Linked DNA regions of Mus musculus: region 2 is linked to region 1. The links are chromatin contacts, called in public HiChIP or PLAC-seq maps. All regions are on one chromosome and are shown on one strand. Each heading gives the region's core, a stretch centred on a gene start, on an enhancer-like site or on the middle of the called end of the contact. The rest is flanking DNA. Distances are from core to core; before and after follow the strand shown.

Region 1 (3,016 bases), core at 310-2,809:
AGTTTCCCATGGAGAAGCTACCATTCACAGGAACAAATTAGCTCTTCAGATGCCCCCTGCACAGCTTGGCGATGGTGATTAATGGCCAGATGCACAGTGGGTGATGAAAACCACATAAGACCAGACTGAGAGGTTCCACCAGCTAGGCCTGTCACTTCAAGGGACAGAGTCAACTCTGAGAAGACTGGGTCTGTTCCTTGGAGTTGAACAACAGAGGGAAATTACAGTCACAGCCTCCAGAGAAGGATGAGCCCGATTTTCAAAACCCTGCTTCTTAACTCTGTCACCAGGACCTCTTACCTTTAATTATCAGTGGGCCGAGTCATTTAAAAGTAAGCATTAAAATTATGTCAGGCTGGGGAGGTGGCTCAGTCAGTAAAACACTGGGGACCTGAGCCAGTCCCCAGAACCCACGTTGTAATTAATTAGTTAACAGGCATGGTAGTACCTGCTTATAGTTCCACCACTGAAGAAGCAGAAACAGGAAGATTCCCCAGGGTTCACTAGCAAGTCACCTTCACTAGAACCTCCCCTCCCCCTCTCTCATGTGTATGTTCATTCACACATGCAGACACACATACACATACCCTTAGCCAACCTCTGGTCTCCATGTGTGTAACACACACACACACACACACACACACACACACACATTCTCTCCCTCTCCCTCTCTCCCTCTCCCTCTCCCTCTCCCTCTCCCTCTCCCTCTCCCTCTCCCTCTCCCTCCCCCTCCCCCTCCCCCTCCCCCTCCCCTCCCCCCCTCCCCCTCCCTCCCCTCCCCCTCTCTCATGTGTATGTTCATTCACACATGCAGGTACACACAGAGACACACATACACATGCATCTCACACACACAGTAATGTATACACTATGCATGTCCCCACGAGTCATAATTTCATCTGGCGACTGAAACCTACTCATACCTTCCCAAGCACCTCCAGCCCTCCAAGGTCCTCCTGCCCATGCTCCTGCCTCACGGTCCATGCTCTGCAGCCCCACACATCCTTCAGCTCTCAGCTGAGACGCTATTTTCTGTCTCATTTCAGAATTCTGTTTCCATGCTTTTCTATTTTAGAACAATCCACTTCTCTGCGCAGTTATTTATACGTCTCACTCAATAGATGCTAACTTCCTAGAATCAAAGTCTTGTTTTTTTTAAATCCCCGTGTCTCAATTAGCAACTAAGAGCACTGTTTTCATGGTGAGCGCTCAATAAAGGTTTGCTTATCCTAATGTAGGAGGGAGATTATGGGCTTTTAAATCAGACCAAATGAGTGTGGAAGCTCAGAGCTGTCGCTTACCACCTTCGTGAGCTTGCAAGAGTTTTTTTTTTTTTTTCAAATCTACGGGCTTTGGTTGTTTTTTTTTTCATCATTAAATAGGCTAATAATACATAATTATAGCTTTGTTGGGAGATTAAAACAGATATTGTGTGCAGAGCTCCTAGCCAGTGCCCCGCATGATAAATACCACTTCCTCCTCTCTCAAGCATCCCTTGACTAAGCTGAGTCTTTTCATTCTGGAAGCAGAGCCGAATAATTCTGCACAGCTCTCCCAGTGGGTGTTGGCAGAGTCCCACCCACCTTCTGCCTTCCATCTGTGCCTTGTCCAAGCCGTAGCCATGGAGGGAAAGCTACCTTATTTCCAGCAGACTCTAATAGCCTAGATCTGCTTTGTGGTTGCAAAGGCAACCTCTCTTCTTTCCCCCACAACTGATGCTTTAACCTCTGATAATGTCATTTCCTTTATCATTTTTGTGACCTGGTCTCTAGAAGTCTTTGTGCCTTGCAAAGAACTAATATTGTTGGATCCTGTGGGGACGGTTGGAAATTGAGGAACTCCTTAGTCATGCTGCTCGCATGCTTCTTTCCCATCAGACTGGACTCCGAAGCAGCCAAGCAGAGCCAGGCCACAAGACCAAGAAAGTGTTTGGCTGGCTTCCCTTTCCCCACCAGTGAACAGCTACTTTTGGCAATGACGTCCTTACTCTGGAATGATTTACTCATAATCGCTAAGAAAGCCAATTATAAATGTCTGTAGAGTGCCTAGGAACAATAGCGATTGCTTGGGCTACTATTTTAAATATTGAACCATTGAAACTAACCCTGGAGTGGAGGCTAGATCCAAAAAGGGCTTTTAAATATAAATAAATAAAGAATGAATGTGCTGAGGTCATGGTACTCCCAGAAGAAAATTACTTTCAAATTACAACTACATAAAAGAAATAATTGAAAAGATTAATCACACTAAAATAATTGGTCTCTTTTACAAGTAATTTGGAGCACTATTCCATCATTGACATCAGTGTCTAGTAGTAAAATAGTAATGAATTTCATTCTCTGACTAATGTATTTATTTTATTAATGGTACTAAATGGTGTTGTTACTGCTTATAAATATTTCATAACTTTTAATTCATTAAAATGTTCAAGGAATTTCCAAAAGTATTTATTAGTTTTAAATCGACCTTAGTACTCAATATGCAGTTGTCACTCTGTCTTGGTAATTAAAAAAATTATTGTTTGGGGTAATGAAATTCTCTTTGAAGGTGGAGGATTAAACCCTAGTTATTAATGAGACTAATGTACCAGCCAGTGATGAATAAGGGACTTGGGGATCTATTTCCTATTTAGGTCACCCAGGACCCCGTATGGCCATTTCTTAACATTTGTGGCTGTGAGATGAATGGGGACCAGAAAGGATAAGAAAATGCACTTCAACATTGGTCTCAACCCATCACTTCTCCCGTGGTCTGTCTCCCACGGACAGCAGATAATAGCAGAACTAAGTGTTTTAACTCCGCCTCCTTGTTACTTTCATTGTTCAAAAGAAACCATGGCTACCAAGTAAGACCTGATCAAGAAAGAAAAAAAAAGACAGAAAGGAGGAGAAAAGAAGAAAAAATGGAAGGAGGGAGAAAGTGAGGAGGGAAGGGAGGAGGGAAGGAGGGAAAGAGAGGGAAGGGAGGAGGGAAGGAAGGGAGGAAGGGATGGAGGAAGGAAGGAAGGAAGGAAGGA
Region 2 (3,016 bases), core at 199-2,698, 560 kb before region 1:
AGGAGACTGGAGGGAGAACCTGGCATTTTAAGTAAGTGAATAAATAGAAGGCCTTGAGTGTGTGTGCCACCGCCCCACACAACCTTCTTCCACAGAGTCATATCCATAGCCTCTGGCCTGCTACTCATGGACCGCTAGGGCAAAGTAGCAGTCAAGAGGACTGGAGGGTGGGCTTGGAAGTCTCACATGAGCAAATGATCCAGAACTGGAATTAAAAATATCCGTCTCATGTGTGGTGGTTTATGCTTGTAATCCCAAATCCCAGCACTTGAAAAGCCGGAACAGGATTTCCAAGAGTTCCTAGTCAGTCTAGGCAGTGTAGTGAGTTCAAGCCCAGCCTGGGCTACAAAAACGAGGTCGTATTTCAAAAAAGGCCAAAATAAAAAAAGTGAATAAACAAATAGTGTCGTGGTGGGGTGGTTGCTCAGCGGCAGAGCGTTCGCTTGTCTTATAGAAGGCTCTGAGTTTCATCCCCAGTTTCTGTCTGGAAACCTGTGCAGACACCATTATGAGAAAACCAAGTGGCTGACAGGTCTGACAGCATTTGTTGCGGCTAAAGCCGAAGAAGAACAACTCAGGCTCTCAGGAATGCTTTCAAATAACAGGAGTGTTGGAGAAGGTTCCCTTTCAAGGCTCCAAGGCTCTTGAATCTTGCAGGGCCTCGCTACCCCTGCCTCCTTCTGGTTTTTCTTTGCCTCCAGATTTATTCCGGAACCTGCTCCTCTGAAGTCGGACACATTTAATCTGTTAAATGTATAATTAGACAGAGTGTTTGGTTGCAACGATCGCTTCCAGTTTTCCCATTTATCCAAAATACTCTCTTGTTCGCACAGCGGAGAAATAGGGCAGGCAATCTGGAGGAAGGAACAGGCACCAGCAGCGGGAGGCGGGGCGGGCTTGGTGCTTTTCTCAATGAATACTGAGGCCTCTGCAGATTTGCATAGGAGCAGATCTCGCAGCGGCATTGGCCGGCGGGCTTGGAAGGGGGCGGGGCCGGCTGCGTGGGCTGGGCGGCTGCGCTGAGTTCGCTCTAGAGCCCCGCCCCTCGCGGAGGCCCCGCCCCCCTTCGGCGCGCGCTCGCGGCACTGCCAGCTGCAAGTGGCGGGCGCCCAGGCAGATGCGATCCAGCGGCTCTGGGGGCGGCAGCAGCGGTGGCAACTGGCACCTCCCGCTGCTTCTGTCCAGCGGTTCTCGGGGGGGCAGTAAGACGTTTTCCGTTCGCCCCCTGGCCAGTCAACAAAACCGCGGGCGCTGCTGGTAGGTGAGGAGGGGGCTGGCTACATTGCGGGCTCCTCTGCCCGGAATGTTTTCACTAGTCGCCAGCGGCCAGGGCCGCCCGGGTGCTTGGGAGTGAACTCCGAGGAACCAAGACGTCGGTGACGGCAAGGACGCTGCAAACTTGCGCGCGTGGAGGCAGCGGGAGCCTCCTCTCCGCAACGCAGAGCTCGTGTTCACGCCCAGAAGTTCAGCGGGCAGGGTGATCGATCCGAAGACTTCCTGCAGCGGAGGTCACTTGAGGGGGCGCTAGAAAGCAGCCCCCTCCGGTGGTCCTTGCCTAGACCTGGGAAGGAGCGCAGAGGAGGTGACAGGAGCGGAGGACGTGGGCAAGACAGTGACCGACTCGGAGCCACGGTTCACAGCCTGGAAAGTTGCAGAAGATTGGAAGCTAAGAGGAGAGCTCTGGTCGCCGAGGGCTCCTTGAACGGTACCTAATTGCCACCTCCCTGGTCCCTGAGCAAAGGCCTCTACAAATGGGGCGCAGCACGGCGAGAGGCGCAGGATCCAGCTGTTGAGCCCAGGGTGTCTCACTGTCTCCGAACTACCCCCTGACTTTGTCTTCCGTTTTGCTGAGAACCCTTCTCGCCTCCTTGTAGCTTGGGAAAAGCAAGGGCGCTCTATAGTGTACACACAGTCCCTGAGATCTAGTGGAAGGAGCCATTCAGGACCAAGGACTATTTGGAGCCCTTTCCTGTTTGGGGGAGAGTGAAGGGCGAGGCTGGACCAGCAAGGGAAGGGAGACTAGTGTAAACTCGCCCTCCAGCGGGATGGGAGCTGCTGGGTTCCTGTGGCTGCTGCCTCCACTGCTTTTGGCAGCAGCCTCGTACTCCGGAGCTGCAACCGATCAGCGCGCGGGTTCCCCAGCCTCAGGGCCTCCTCTGCAGCCCCGGGAGCCGCTCAGTTATTCGCGCCTGCAGAGGAAGAGTCTGGCAGTGGACTTCGTTGTACCCTCGCTCTTCCGCGTCTATGCCCGAGACCTGCTGCTACCGCAGCCACGGTCCCCCTCGGAGCCCGAGGCTGGCGGGCTGGAGGCGCGGGGATCACTGGCCCTGGATTGTGAGCCTCTGCTCAGGCTGCTGGGGCCACTGCCTGGAATCTCCTGGGCAGATGGAGCCAGTTCTCCTAGTCCCGAGGCGGGTCCGACGCTGTCCAGGGTGCTGAAGGGAGGCTCGGTGCGCAAGCTCAGGCGTGCCAAACAGCTGGTGCTGGAGCTGGGCGAGGAGACGATTCTTGAAGGCTGTATTGGTCCCCCAGAGGAGGTAGCGGCTGTGGGGATACTCCAGTTCAACCTCAGCGAGCTGTTCAGCTGGTGGATTCTCCACGGCGAAGGGAGGCTGAGGATCCGCCTGATGCCTGAGAAGAAGGCATCGGAAGTGGGCAGGGAGGGAAGGCTATCCAGTGCGATCCGAGCCTCCCAGCCCCGCCTTCTCTTCCAGATCTTCGGGACGGGTGAGCAGCTCCCACTAGAGTGTGTTGGGATTTGCATTTTTAGTTATACGACATGTAGACACTGCTAACTAACTCTTATTCTTCTAGCCCCCTTTTCATCGTACTTGAACTTAGACCCGTGGTTTCTTTTTATGTGCTTAAACATAGTAACTTCCCAATAGAACCTTCTCTCTCTCTCTCTAGCAACCAAGTTGGGAGAAAAGTTTTCCAGTGTTGGCAGAATGCCTTCCACTGACTTACACACGATCCCACTGGATCATAATTGGATGCCCTCCTTCCTGAGCTCTGA

The links. HiChIP or PLAC-seq counts read pairs in DNA pulled down with a chosen protein or histone mark.
Region 2: a contact with region 1 is called in an H3K4me3 HiChIP or PLAC-seq map of forebrain, with 6 times the contacts expected there. The contact joins the promoter of Alk here to the enhancer-like site in region 1. A contact is called at or near these places in 6 of 39 promoter capture datasets (3T3-L1-derived adipocytes, cranial neural crest, embryonic stem cells and 3 more), 2 of 484 Hi-C or Micro-C datasets (cortical neurons and forebrain) and 5 of 115 datasets of contacts at active chromatin or transcription factors (embryonic basal ganglia, embryonic forebrain, embryonic stem cells and 2 more).

What each region holds. Positions count from the first base shown.
Region 1 is chr17:72,042,079-72,045,094 of GRCm38.p6, reverse strand. The region is part of intron 5 of Alk (anaplastic lymphoma kinase); the gene reads left to right. Among named protein-coding and RNA genes, the nearest start is that of Gm41613, 86 kb to the left of the region's middle. Within about 2 kb of position 1,559, at least 92 of the 459 cell types and tissues checked have an H3K27ac peak or open chromatin away from gene starts, as enhancers often do. A contact at or near this core is called in cortical neurons, embryonic basal ganglia, forebrain and 1 more, where this site is marked.
Region 2 is chr17:72,602,739-72,605,754 of GRCm38.p6, reverse strand. It overlaps Alk (anaplastic lymphoma kinase), which reads left to right and starts at 1,448. Exons shown (of 29, transcript NM_007439.2): 1 at 1,448-2,727. The coding sequence starts at 2,046.